Regions from separate parts of the Mus musculus genome. Here all the other regions are linked to region 3. A link is a contact called in public Hi-C and promoter capture Hi-C data. All regions are on one chromosome and are shown on one strand. The core of a region is the stretch at or near the end of the contact, and the rest is flanking DNA. Distances in the headings are between cores, read along the strand shown.

What was found. Promoter capture Hi-C pulls out the DNA fragments that hold promoters and counts their contacts. A called contact is a pair of places that touch in the nucleus more often than the background predicts.
Region 1: a contact with region 3 is called in a Hi-C map of cortical neurons, with 4 times the contacts expected there. The contact joins the enhancer-like site here to the promoter of Plcl1 in region 3. A contact is called at or near these places in 9 of 39 promoter capture datasets (the 3T3-L1 cell line, 3T3-L1-derived adipocytes, cranial neural crest and 5 more), 1 of 484 Hi-C or Micro-C datasets (cortical neurons) and 2 of 115 datasets of contacts at active chromatin or transcription factors (astrocytes and extraembryonic endoderm stem cells).
Region 2: a promoter capture Hi-C map of second pharyngeal arch cranial neural crest shows a contact between it and region 3, with 6 times the contacts expected there. The contact joins the enhancer-like site here to the promoter of Plcl1 in region 3. A contact is called at or near these places in 6 of 39 promoter capture datasets (the 3T3-L1 cell line, 3T3-L1-derived adipocytes, cranial neural crest and 3 more), 1 of 484 Hi-C or Micro-C datasets (cerebellar granule neurons), 2 of 115 datasets of contacts at active chromatin or transcription factors (embryonic forebrain and neural tube) and 1 of 9 other capture datasets (liver).

What each region holds. Positions count from the first base shown.
Region 1 is chr1:56,954,988-56,959,477 of GRCm38.p6, reverse strand. All of the region lies in intron 2 of Satb2 (special AT-rich sequence binding protein 2), which reads left to right. Among named protein-coding and RNA genes, the nearest start is that of Satb2, 14 kb to the left of the region's middle. Within about 2 kb of position 1,312, at least 6 of the 459 cell types and tissues checked have an H3K27ac peak or open chromatin away from gene starts, as enhancers often do. A contact at or near this core is called in cortical neurons, where this site is marked.
Region 2 is chr1:57,356,607-57,361,141 of GRCm38.p6, reverse strand. 4930558J18Rik (RIKEN cDNA 4930558J18 gene) reads left to right here. Exons shown (of 4, transcript NR_037999.1): 4 at 479-1,920. Among named protein-coding and RNA genes, the nearest start is that of 4930558J18Rik, 19 kb to the left of the region's middle. Within about 2 kb of position 2,336, at least 4 of the 459 cell types and tissues checked have an H3K27ac peak or open chromatin away from gene starts, as enhancers often do. A contact at or near this core is called in second pharyngeal arch cranial neural crest, where this site is marked.
Region 3 is chr1:55,404,233-55,409,031 of GRCm38.p6, reverse strand. It overlaps Plcl1 (phospholipase C-like 1), which reads right to left and starts at 3,086. Exons shown (of 6, transcript NM_001114663.1): 1 at 2,402-3,086. The coding sequence starts at 2,644. It also overlaps the pseudogene Gm8531.

The DNA of each region.
Region 1 (4,490 bases), core at 63-2,562, 1.6 Mb before region 3:
ACACTGACTGAAAGAAAGGAAAATCGATTCTCTGTCTGAAACAACTGGGCTTCCCAACCTTATCTTGGAAAACATACTTCCACTCAGTTGTTCTGCGATGGTCTTTTCTGTCGCTTGTTGATACTGTGTTAGGATTGGGTTGTTACAGGCATCTGATCACATAGAAATGGAAAGGGAAGGATGTAGGTTATCTTGGTAGGAAAACTAGCAAGTTCCCAGAGTGTCAGTGGCTGTGTGGTCCATGGCAGAGCAGTCCCTCTGGAGACAGAGGTGGGCTGAGTCGGCTGTGTTGGACAGCTGGCCTCCTCAGGTCAAAAGGCATCTTCAGACAAGGTTCTGTCTTTTGGATCTGGCGGTATTGGTATCAGGAGCCCTTTGTTGAGGGAGCCTGAGGAGAACAGGTTGTCCTCGAGATGGGAGTTATTCCATGTTGAAGACCAGGTGAAGTCACTTTTCAAAAGTAAATAAGGTGATTCTGATTTTTTTCCTGCCCCTCTCAAATGAATGTCTAGGTAATTTTCAGCACAACTAACTCCGTTTATGAGCTCATTCATCCAGCAAGTTTGTGCCTTAAGCACATTTTTATGGTTAACTTATACCTCCCACCCCAAATGGGAGCTTACTATTGAAAGTCTGCCAGTGATCATTAGTTCCCAAGAGATTTGGGAGAGAAGAAGAATGACGGGGTCTCACCTAGAGTGAGACCGTTTGTGTTGACATTTTGCCACCATGGGAAGCCAGAGTCAACCTGAATGTTCAGGGTGACTGTGAACTGTCTGATAGAGATGTATGGGATTCCAATTAGAACAGGGTCAGGATACCAATGCCCCTCTCTTCATGCTGTTCCCGTGCTTAGTGGAAAACAAGCTGCAAAGTAAATCCCTTGGCCCTCCAATAAAAAGATTTATAGCAAAATAATTCTCAGCCCCATAATGGGCCCGTTGTAGGTTTGTGTTTGATATTTGTAAGACTGAAATACAGTCCATGTTCCCAAACTAAGCATTTATTGTAAACAAGTTAACTGCCAAGAGCTTCTATTCTGTCAAACATAATTATATTGAAGATTGATGTATAGCTTGAAAGCAAGGTTGAGAGAGACAATTCCTTTCCATGAAGGGAGGCCTCTGAGACTATGCTCTCTGGTTCTCTGATAGCACCACTTAGGAAAGCCCCCTTCCTCACAGGCAGCCTTATGTAGAATAAACACAGGCTTGGGCTTGAAAATAGACCTGTCTGTCTGTCCTTCTCTTAACCAGAGAGAGGAGCTAGCACTCACAGGAGCTGGTATGAGCAATTCTCGCTCATCATCCAGGTTTGGCAGCCGCGCGGTCCAGAGACAGACTGCGTGCTCTTCCCCAGGCTCTGCTTCAGTGTGCCCACAAGCCTGCACCGATGCTTATAAGCCAACCCCACAGGAAATCCTTCTTTCCTTAATCCTGGCCTTGCCTGTTGGCTATTTTGTGTTATTCTTGTGAGATTAGAATTCTTTGGAAACCATAGCCTCAAGGTGTGGCTTGCTAAAATACTTCAGCGTGAGGTTTAGGGTTGACTTCAGAAAAGAAAGAATTTATAAATCTAGTAGTCTAGGGGAAGTGAAATCTTTTTGAGGTGTACATATCTGGAATTATCCCCAGTTTAACATTCTTTGCTTGGAGGGAAATAGAATTTCATTATTTTGTTTAGGGCAAGGACATCTTACTTTTTAATCCAGGAAACATATCATCTTAGACTTTAGATATATTTCGGTTAAAACAAAAGAAATCACATTCCTCTTTTGATTGAGTGGCAGCCTTTGATTGACCATAGTAAGGGTGAAAATAGTATTTTCTAGCTGGATGTGGTAGCTTATGCTGTAATCCTAGAACTTGGAAGGCAGAGGCAGGAAGATTACTTAAGGTTTTTCTTTTTCAGGGAGGAGCACTGGGGGACTAGCCTGGTCTACCTAGTAAATACCAGGGCATCCAGGGTTAGAGGGTGAGAAACATATCTCAGAAAAACAAAGCAACAAGATTTTCAGTGGGTTTCATAGGTGGTGACTTTCACACAGTTGCCTAGTTTTAAAAATAATCAAATTTAATGTTTCCTTTTAGAAATATGTAGAGTATAAAGAGAATGTCTTAGAATCACAGAGAGAAATAATAGTATTCTATTTTTATTAAGTAATTGCTATAAATTACACTGGTGTGTATATAGTTAAAAGATTGTGTCAGGGAAGTATTTTATCAGACCCTGTTTCCCTGGTCTGTGTTTATTAACTTCGTCTCAGTCACAGTAATAATGACCTCCATATTGTAAGCCAGAGATCTCATTGTCCCTGGAGGGAGCTATCAGATGCCCACTATGATGCTGAGTTTTTGTAGTCTCTGGTCTCCCTCTTTCCCCCCTTTCCACCCTCCCCATGTCAGAGCTCTCTGGGACTTGCTCCCTTTCCCTGTCCACAGGCATTTGATGGATATGAGAGTGAGGGTTTGGGAACAGGGATGCTGGTTGCCTATCCACTGAGATGCAGCTGTGTGGAATCTGCACCCGTTCATTCAGTGATCACTTCTTTACATTTCTGTTAGATATCCATAAATGTTTTACTGTTTAAACCCTAAACATAGTATTTTCTTTTATGAGGGAGAAACCTTTTTTTTTTTTTAATATAAAAACTTTACTTTTCGGTTTTCATTCGATAAAAATCTTTCCACTCTCACATGATTTCCTTTGAGGCTTTGCACCAGTGTTTGATCTCAATTTTTAATAATTTTTTTTGAGTTAAACTCCCCAAAGGAAACATGCTTGTGCTATGAAATATTCCCACTAGAAATACAGGTAGTCCTACCTTATTGAGCACTTGATTCCTGTATTAATTCCTAGCTTGAAAAACCTCAACACAGTTAACCTTGCTCTAACACTACACTGGAGGAATTAATCAAAAAATATTTTTTTAAAAAAATTGTTTGAATTAGATAAAGTAATATTTAGGCAGAGCTCAAAACCTGAGATAATGAAGCAAATAGTATAGGGACAGTTTTTATGACCCCCTTCTTTTGAGGGGTGGGACTCTAGTGAACAGTTGCTGTAGACAGAGTATTGAGAAGGGGCTGAGACAAATGTGTATGCATCCTTGTAAACATGAACACGGCTTAAAATCTACCCTGTCAGAAACTTGCAGAATCAAATTGCTCTTTGTCAGGAGACAAGAATCCGGATACTATTGAAATTTGCTATAATCACTTTTAATACATCATTGACTCTTTTGATGGGCATACTTCAACAACTGTTTAATTTTAAACTTTTAATTGTTCAGTTTTGAAATAATTATCTTCCAGCAATACGCCATGGGCTTGAGCTTTTCTGTAATATCCAGATTGAAAGGAGGCGTTTTGCTGCAATGTAGGCCGTGGTCCTGCTGACCAATTGCCTCCCCAAACCTGAACCTGGCGATTGGTGTTTGTAGCCCGGGAGTCCCAAGTCATGCAGCCTTCCGGTCCTCAAACAGAACCCACAGCAGTGCCTTATGCTGATATGCCAGCAGTCTCTGCCCACTGTGGACACGCATCGCCGCGTGGTCTGGCGAGCTTCCTGTGCCCAAGGGAAAAGCAGCTCGTGAATCCACGTGTCTGTCTCTTTCCTAGAAAGCACTTCCTGTGACCTGATGCTCACTACCGTGTAGGGGGCCCACAGTGATGCTGAGCAGTCCACGCCACTTATTAAAGAAGATGATAAGTGTCTAAGTGGAATTAGCATTGTGTTAAACTGAACCAACGTTTGTTTTGGACATCCCATAGGCCAGGCTTTGAGGTGGGGTGTGGCGGGGGGGGGGGGGGGGATTGTCTAAAGGTGGGCCTCTCCCTGAGGCAGCCACAGGCTAGGTGTGGCTGACATCCGGGGATTTAGTTGCCAGGGTTCAGCTGGGCCTGCAGCGGTCCCTGGTGTCGCTCATTCTTTGTTATTTAGGTAAGTTACCAGAGCCGTGCCTCCTGGGCTCCTATGACACTGTGGTTTCAAACTGCCTTCAAACTGGAGCCTGCCACTGAATTTCCTAGCAGTTAAGCAGCCCTGATGTCAGATTGAGTTACGATTCCTAAACTTGAGGACAGGTCTGGCAGCGGATGAATGTAATGCTACAACCGGTCCTTCTTTCGGCTATTTTGAGGCTCCCATTGAATCTTTGAGAAATAGTGTTCACTCTCCATACTTCTGTCTAACCCTGCACTTCATTTCTAAGGATAGGATCTGCTTCCGGGCTGACAAAGCAACTACTTTTACCACAAAAATCTTGCCTCATTTTTAACCCCTTGTGTCCCCAGATGGTGAGAGGGCGAGAGATGCATTAAGAGATTTTATTGTTGAAACTTTACTTGGTGGCGGGGTGTGTGTGTTCAGTCTGAAGTCCTGGTGGAGAGGAAACCTTTAGGTTTGCGGCTTTGTTTGTCTTTGCCTGTTTCTTTAGAGCAGACAGTAACCTTCCCTCTGTGGCCCTCCACCTTCCTGCCATCACCTCT
Region 2 (4,535 bases), core at 1,087-3,586, 2.0 Mb before region 3:
TATCTCTGTCTACTTACCATATGAGCCTATTTCCAGGCTTTCTATTTATATAATCCTCAGGGCCTAAATTTCTACTGTCTGAGGTAGGCTAGGCACCCTAGTCCCTACCTTCTATCTAATTTTTTAAGATCAAATGCCTCAGTATTTTAATCTCTGTCTGCTTTCTGTCTAAACCCATTCTTAGTCTTCTAATATGTAATGCCTCTGCTCCCCTCCTCCCCTCCTCCCCCTTTTCTTCCAGTGAATAAGACACAAGTTTTTGTGTTTTCTAGGCAAGTTACCTACATCCCTAGCCTACAAACTTGCAAAAAAAATATTGAAGACTTTTTACATGCATTGGTACACCAACAAATGGGGAAGAGTCAAGAAGAAGGGCTATTTTACTGCTCACCTTGATTAGTATTGATATTTCTCCACAAGATTCTAAAGAGTGGATCTATTTAGTTTACTTTATAACTACTTTTACATTTTCTTGCAGATAATACACTTCTTGTTTCATCTCCCAAAGCTGATGTATCCACACCACTCTCCAGTGCACTGTTTGGCATCCCTCTGCCTCTGCATGAGTTACAGATGGGAAAACAGAAATTAGAGTTACCTGCAAAACTAACAAGACAGTGAATGGAAATGGCCTGAATATGAATCTTCATTCTTCGTTTTACCAGCAAAATGGCCAGGGACTAAATAACCTTTCTGAGCCTCAGTTTCCCCATAATGAAAGTCATCATAGTATCTGTTTTGTGTCTAACAAAACCCATAATTTAAAGCAGTAATGTTTAACATGTACTCTTAAGCAAAAGTAATTCTTTGCTGTCATGAACATCTTAACATTTTCTAGGATCCAGTGTTTTAAAAATGTGTTTTTCTTTGTTTAGGGAATTCTAACTATACATAGCACGATGGATAATTTTCAACTTGATAGAACCTAGCATGGTGGGGATGGGAGGAGGCTTCTGGGCGAGAATTGTGTTGACTTTATTGAGGTGGGAAGCCCTTCTTACTGTGGGTAGTTCCTTCCCTGGCATGGCTTCTGGATTGTGTAAGTGGAGAAAGTGAGCTGGGCACAGGCAAACTTGGCTCCATCTTCCCTGACTGTGGAGCAGTTGCTTCAGTCAAGCTTCTGCTGACTTGCCTTCCCACCTTAGTGGACTGCACTTGGAGCTGAGAGCAAAACTAAATGCTTTCATCTGTGAGGCGCTTTTGTCCGTGTGTATTATCATAGTGGCGAGAAGAAAAAGACACAGTACGAGCTGCTTCCTCAAGGAGAGTCCTAAAACTGTTTCCAGATCTTTGGCGTTGGCTTTACCTGCAGGCAGTGATTTGAATGTTATTAGCTTAAGGGAGGGAGACTGCTAAACTCCAGTTTGTGTTAAAGGCCCCTGATAGGGTGGATTCCTAATGCAGCAGTGGCTGGCCGGACAAGGGGAGTAACCTCCACCGTGTTTAGTACTGGCAGATGAGTCATGAGAGCTGTCTTAGGGTTCCATTGCTGGGGAGAGACACCATGACCAAGGCAGTGCCTATAAAGGCAAACATTTGATTGGGGCTGGCTTACAGTTTCAGAGGGTGAGCCTATTATCATTATATTGATAAGCAGGGCAGCATGCAGGCATACATGGTGCTGGAAGAGCCAAGAGTTCTACATTTTGATCTGAAGGCAGCCAGGAGGAGGCTCTGATTGACACACTTCCTACTCCAACAAGGCCATACCTCCTAACAGTGCCACTCCCTATGGCCAAACATTCAAACACAGGAATCTATGGGGCCATATCTCTTCAACCACCACAGACACTCTCACTGGCTAGGTCTAGGAGACCTTTAAGCACTAAAGTGACCAAGCTTGTTGCCTCACTGTTCTCTAACTTCCCAGTGATTCTCTGGGTTTCCCTGTCTTTGAATAAACTTCTTTTCTGTGAATGCAGTCAAAATAGATTCTGTTATGTGTAACAGGCTAAGAAATTACCATTTGAAACAAAAGTATATAGTACAAGAAAACAAAACCCCAGTGGAAGTTATATGTAATATTAAAATGGTTTCCCTAGTTTCTTTTTCTCTAGTACCAGAAGTGGGAGATTTAAACTTTAATGTTCCCCATGAATCCAGAGTCTAAAAATAAAAACTAAAAACATAAAAATCAATCCCTGGATATTGATTCTGCACAAAAGTCCCCAGTGAGTTTATCAATTCAAGTCAAAGCCAAAATAAAAATAAATTAGGCATTATGTTGTGTATTAAATTTCTGGCACTCAGCTCAGCTCCTCAACCTCTCAGAGCCAGCAACAGTGAGGCGGCTCTCACCACAGTGGGGAAAGAACAAAGCAAGAATAAAATTGCCGCTGCGAAATGAAGCACATCACCACATTTCCATCTACTGCATTATAATTCACGAGTCTCCCCGGAGCCAGAAAAACACAGGGCAAGCTTTAAAAGTGGATCCAGATGTCAGCTATCAGCACTGCAGTACTTTAATTATCAGAAAACAAAGGACCAACTCCTTAGGTATGTTCCAGGCAGGTGTTCACTCCCAGAAAACAGAATAGCTGAAGAGACAGCCACAGCATTAAACCTACTTCAGCCTGAATAATAGCCTACTCAGAGGGGCCCAGAAAATCCACAACTATTAAGAGTTTTACAAATACTATTCTATGCTGCAGAATGAGTAGTTAATATTAATTACCCCATTTTGCAGATGGGAAAACTGCGTGCCTTGTGTCATAGTTTCTAACCCAGTGTGGTCAGTTCTTTGACAAATTCACTGTTCCATGAATTCATTTTATAAGATTCTTTAAGCTGTATATATATATAGAATAGATTGTTTTTAAACAACTATAAATTTTAACATAGTCTATTTTCATTGGGAAAATTAAAAAATAAGAAAAATTTTATATTTGCCAAATCTTAACTTTAAAAATTATTTTATTAATTATTTATTTATTTGTGGTTTTTTGAGACAGGGGTTCACTGTATAATATGTGGCTGTCCTACAACTAGCACTGTAGACCAGGCTGGCATTGAACTCACAGAGATCTGCCTGTCTCTGCCTCCCAAGTGCTAAAACTAAAGGTGTATACCACCACTGCCTAGCCCAAATCCTAATTTTTATATTAACATATTTTAATAGGGCCTATTATTAGGCTTTATAAGATCTGTGGGCCTCAGAAACTAGGCTAAACTGACTACAGTTTTCAAAACCACTTACTTACTGGTTAGCACATTCTCAAGGGTCCATTAAACATGCAAGCCATTTGGATTTCACATTTGTAGCTGGAAGATTAACATTTACGATTGCCTTCAAGTCACAGCCCGAGTAGGTATCCTTTGCCCAATGTGCTAAATGGGACCAAACAAGTAAAATAGCCAGAATTTATGTTGACATTTGTACAGTCTTGCTAAATTCCAAAATGTTAGAAAGCATGTTTTTTTCTTAGTTTCCCTTTTGTTTAGGCTTCAGTATGTGTTTCCATGACCCGTGGCAGGCGGTGGTGAAGCCTGGAGATGCTTTTCCATCTCATGTTGGTGGAGATGTAGCCAAACTCATAAAGTATCTACAAGGAGCAGCAAAGTTGGGGCTGTGGTGTTGCAGAGAGAACTGAAAGCCGGATTTACTTGACAGCAAACAGGGAAACAGAGAGGTGAAGAAGCTGTAAAAGTAAGCAAGAGACCCGGAAGTGAAAATGTTGTGAGTACATGAGAGGGAATTAGGGAACCCTCTTCCTTTTAGAGTAGAAGAAAGTAACTAGCAAGACAGGAAGAAAATGGGGCGACACCTTTGAGGTGAAAAATATATAGGTGCATATTGCTTGATGGATTATACTATCCAATAACAGAATTTTCTGGTATGAAGCATTCTGGACAGCTGCATTGTGCACAGGACTAACTTTTGGCCGAAAGGGATGCTTATGAGATGAGACTGCTGGTGGTGGCAGGGAAATAGTCTAAAGTGGCAGTCAGATGGGGCTTCCATACAAATAAGATTAGTTGTTACTCTGCAAATGGAATGGACAATGTAGACTAGGGAGCGGCAGGAGGCCATTGGAGGTGGAGTGGGAAAGCTTGGCATGGCTGGACAATGCCCGGCAAATTGACATGCCCAGGAAATGAGGTCAGGTGAGGATATGCTAATGATAACACTGGCTTTTGCAGATCTAAGGAAGAGAGCCAATGCTGATGAAGTCCCGCAGCAGGGGTGAGAAGAAAGGACAATTAACTAAAATGTTTCAATACTGAAAACCTAAACACTTAACATCATTGCTTTTCCTTGTTGGAGATTGAAGTCAGCTCTGAGCATGTTGGGCAAATACTCTAACACTGAGGGTCTCGCTTGGTCCCAAGACCCACACCTCTTGAAAAAGCCAGTGCGAATGCCTGCCCCAATTCTGCAGTGTCCACAAACCAGCACGGACAGCTTACACTTAGAATCAAGGCCACCCTTCTCTAAGAGACAAGAAATATCACGCCTCACAGGTCCTTTGGCCCTCCTAGTTCACATAAACTTTCAGACATGCAGATTCTCTCCTGTCGTTTCCTCACTTTTC
Region 3 (4,799 bases), core at 1,837-4,336:
AAGCTCCCCTCCTTTGATGTATTTCATTATAATGACATGAAGTGGCCAATATACATGTTCTATGCCTTTTTAGAAATTCTCATCTTTACTGCATTAATGTAACCAAGTTATGTGACAGAAGACTTAAGATGTAAATAAAAATGTTCCTGATCTCAGGAAGAGTGGAAGAGACCCCCCCACCCCCCACCCCCTCGCGCCTCTCACTCCCCTGAGATGAAGGAATAAAGGCCTCTGGAAGCATATCCCAGCAGCTGCCACCCACCAGGACTAGAGCATCCTTGAAGCTCAATGTGCTCAGCATAATGACCTTAGTCAATCTTCTGGGCATGGAAAATGTTTGATGCAAATGTGAAGGTATGAAGCCAATAAAACTCTAACCAGATTTCACTGTGCATGTTAAGGACCTCAACAGTTAGTCACAGAGACGCCATAGATATACATGCCTACAAATGCATGGGCTATTTTGGAAAGATGCATAAGAAAATGTTAATAGCTGTAGGATAGACTATGTGAGGGGGAGTCGAGTGCAGAGTAGGAAAACATCTTACTTTCACACTCCTTCGCAAGATTTAATTGTTTTAAATCATTATATATTCTGCAAATAAATCTAATTTAAAATAGCTCATCTAATTTTTGCAGTATCTTTAACTTTATATACCATTTACTTAATTTCCATTAAATAGAGAAAAATGTAATATTCTACTGTCTTCCTTCTGTCACAAAAACAAACTTCAAACAAAGCAAAAGAGGTGCTATTACTCACAAAAACCCTTATGATAATATAAACCACATGCCAATCATATAATGTAAGGGTGGGGCTTATTTATTTTGAGACCAGGTATGTTCAGGGGGTTAGGTTTGAAATAAGGATCCTCCTGTGTCAGCTTCTTGAGTGCTGAGTCCCAAGCTTCCATTTGAGCACAACCCTTGGATTTCAGTAGCACCCCAGGCAGCTCAGAGCAATTTCGGAGAGGTAAACTTGCTGCAAGAATCTGCATAGTCCTTAGACCTTGTGACTTGTGCTTTTCACAACATTATAAAGAACCACTGCTTTTATCGTAATGTATTTTAAACTACAATGACTATTTGCATACACGCAGGTCCACATATTGTAATCCAGATGTATCTGTTTCCTAATTATGATACTTGCCAGACAATACGATTTCTGACTTGTAGTATTAACGAAGGCCATTTCTCCTTTATCCAAATTCACATTCAGAATATAAGTCTCTTTGCGCGTTATGGAAAAGCACAGATAAACAAACAAACTACTACAGGATATTTTAAATTACCATCCACTTTTAACATAGAAGTCTCCCTGTACCTTTTTAATTTCCATGTGTCCATGCTGGAGAAAAATCATAGATAGTGCCTGGAGATAGGTGAATGTGGGCACAAACACTGGTGCTGCTAGCGTGGGAAAGAAGACACGCATTACATCGCGATTGCTTGGTTTAAACCTAAGCAAGCTTTCTGAATGTATGAGCCTATCCAGAAAGAATAATAGGTGGCTCCTAGACCTTTTGCTGTCGCCTGTGGTGTACTGTGTTTATCACAGATGGGTGGACATTCACACTGACTGCTTTACCAAGATCAGCTTTAATCTCACATGTACGTAGTATTCACATAGATCTATGCTAGGAAGCCCTATTCCAGGGCTCTTACCTGAAAAGATTACTCCAAAGTCATGCACCCAAAAGATGAACTTTCGAACATGGGAAACAAGTTCAAAGTGGAAGACAGAAATAAATAAATAGGGCGAAGAAAGGTTTACAATTCCTTGGCAGATGGATAAAGGCAAATCCTCTGGGGGTGCTAGGGGAGTCTGGGAACGTTTTCCCGGATGTGTGTTTTCTGCAGCGCAAAACCTCTAAGCTCTTCCTTCATCCTTTCTATGCTGCAGCGTCCGCTGCAAACTCTGCCTGCCTATCTGCAAAGTTCAGGCGTTTCAGGATTTCAGAACCATTTCTGTATGGGGGAGATTTCCCACACACAATTAAAAGTAAGCTGTGCTTTGCCTTTGCTGTTCGGGAAAGCTAGCTCTCCGCTGGAGAATGCACAGCCAGCCCGCAGGTCTCTGCATTTATCCCAAGTTCACCCTTCCTCCTCCCATCCACCGGTTAGTGAGAAAATGAGGGAAAGCATCCATCAAACCGCAGAAGCGCAGAGAACTTTTCCTCCGCTGTCAGAGAGGAAGTCACTTCTGCTTCTCAAGGCCAACAGCTGATTCTGGGAACCTCCGGACTAGGCAGGAAGGTTTGGCGATGAAGGAGGTGGGAGAAAACAATGCCCAGCCTGCGACGCCTAGGGCAATGAACATCCTGCCCAGGGGCTGGAGGGGGGATGTCCCCTACCCACCCGGCACCCATACCAGGCTCTGGGCCGCTGCTGCTCCGCTTACCTTGATGATGCTGCTACGCCGGGGGGTCGCTCGTGCAGCCTCCAGGAGGCCGGCCTCGCTATCCGCGGGGACCCCCGCAGCGCCCGGCAGCGCGACCCCACTGCGACGGTCCCTCATCCGGCCCCCCAAGGCCGGGGGTGGGGCGTCCCCTGAGGCAGCGTCGGCGCCGGCTCGGGGGTCGTCTTCGCCCCCGGCAACGTCGAGAGGCGCCGGAGCCTCCCTGCTAGCCGCGCCCTCAGCCATAGCCAAGCACGTTTTAGGCTCCCGGCGAGACAGCACGACCGCCAGCGGCGTCCAGCCCCGGGCACGGGTGCGCTCAGGCACCAGAAGGAAACCCCGCTAGACTTTGTTTTAGCGCGCCACGGCCGCTGCAGTGGCAGCCACAACTTTGTAGAAAGGAGACATCGCTCCGGCAGAGGCGTCCTCGGGCTGTGGTCCAGGAGGTCAGCGGGCCGGCGCGGACGGGCGGCGGGGGCGGGGAGAAGATGTGAGCGGGAGGGAGAAGCAGGCGAAAAGCAGCGGGAGGTACTGGAGACGCGAGGCGAGCGCCGGCTCTGTGCAGACAAAAGGCAGTGGGCGCCGGAGCCAGGAGCCTCGGAGCCGGGACGTGCGCGGCCGGAGCGGCGACTGCGGATCGGCCACCAGCCACCTGCCCGCCGACCGCAGCACGGCGGCCCCAGGAAGTGCGGCGGCGGGGCGGCCTCCACTCCGCTCGCCTGTGACAGGGAGGGAAGACTTGTTTTGACAGCCCGTGGGGATTGGCAGGCTCCCCGGCCTCTCAGGAGCCGAGGCTCACCGAGGGGGTTCGGGCCGACCAATCCTCACCGCGGAGGGGTGTGCCCGAGCGCGAAGAATGGAATGTGTTCTGTTGCTCGGAGCCTGCCCAGCCCAGCTGGCCCCGGTACTAGGCGAGGATGCGCGCGCCAGTGTGCGCACCCACAGGCACTCAGAGTACATTTTAGGAAGTTTAGAAAGGAGACGAAAGCGGCCTGAAGGTTCAAGAAATGGGACGCGGGTGGGGTGGTTTGCGGGCGGCAGTGAGATGACGGAGGAAACACTGCAAAACAGCAAATCTGGAATAAAGAAGATGTTGAGCGAGAAGGTTAGAGTGTTTGGAGGGGTGTAGTAGTGACACTTGGCACAGCCAAGGGTCAATCACTGGCTCTCCTGCCAATCCTTAGAAGTGAAGTCCACGCACTAGGACCCTGGAGTTCCACAGTTTGTCTCGGGTTCTATGAGCGGATTCTACATTCACTCAGTAATCTGAGTCAATACAACAAGGAGTTGGGTTTAAGGGGTAGGTAGGGTAAGAGGAAGCAGAGCAACGAAAACCCTGGGAACGCCGCCGAATGAAACACAGAGATGATGGAAGCCACATAGCGACAAGGTCATTGGCAGGTTTAGTCTCTACCCTAAACCGTTCTCGACGAGGGTCCAGCCTCCTTTCTACATATAATTCTAAATCATTACATTTTGCTCCTTCCACCAAGCTAGTAACCAAGAGGAGAGCAGGGATTCGGTAGCATTAATCACACCATGAGCAAATGTAGACAATGGCTCTAAGGTCCCTGGAGAGTTGGACGACGTACTGAATCTCACTTAGATCATTAAATGCATTTAAATTACTAATTATTTCATAATTCAAGATTTTACTTCTTCCTTACGTGGCCAATAGCACCAAGAAATTTTTCAGCCCTTCAGGGCCAGAAATTTATTAAAATTCTAGCATTTTAAGGATGAGCTGGGGTGTTAGGAGTCATCTAGGGCAGCTCTTTTATTTAACAGAGGAAATGAAAGCCCAAGGACCTTGTCTACTGACTGGTTAGTACAGACACTAAAATCAGATCTGCTACCCAGTTCCTTCCAAGCTCTCTTCACTTTTTTTATCTGGCTCCCCTGGGGCTACAACCAGTCAAAATTGGATGGGGCTCTTGGGAGAATTCACATTTGACATTTACCATCTCCTAGGGAAGACTGGAAAGACTTGACTTTACCTTTTCTTTAAATATACGTGCAACCCAGAAATGAGTGTCCTCTAGATGAGAGGCCAGCTCTGGTTTTAGAAGCAACACTGCCCTCTAGTGAGATGTTGAGAACTACAACCGAAATAGCAAGCGCTTCTTCTCATAACTGTTACATAGAAAATATATTTTGTCCTCAGAAGTATAGCCAATTTTAGGCTACTGTTTTTCTGATGCTCTCTCATTATTACACCTAACTTTGTCTTTTACAGATGTCAGGGTGTCTGCTTTCTGATACTTTTGTCAACTTGCCACTTGTGAGCTGTCCTTTGAAGACTGTAAAGCTGCAGATATCTCCCTCGTCATTTTCCTATATGAGTCTTATATACCAGTGTTTCCTATCCTACAGGCTTGTGTGCCTTTATATCCATATATAT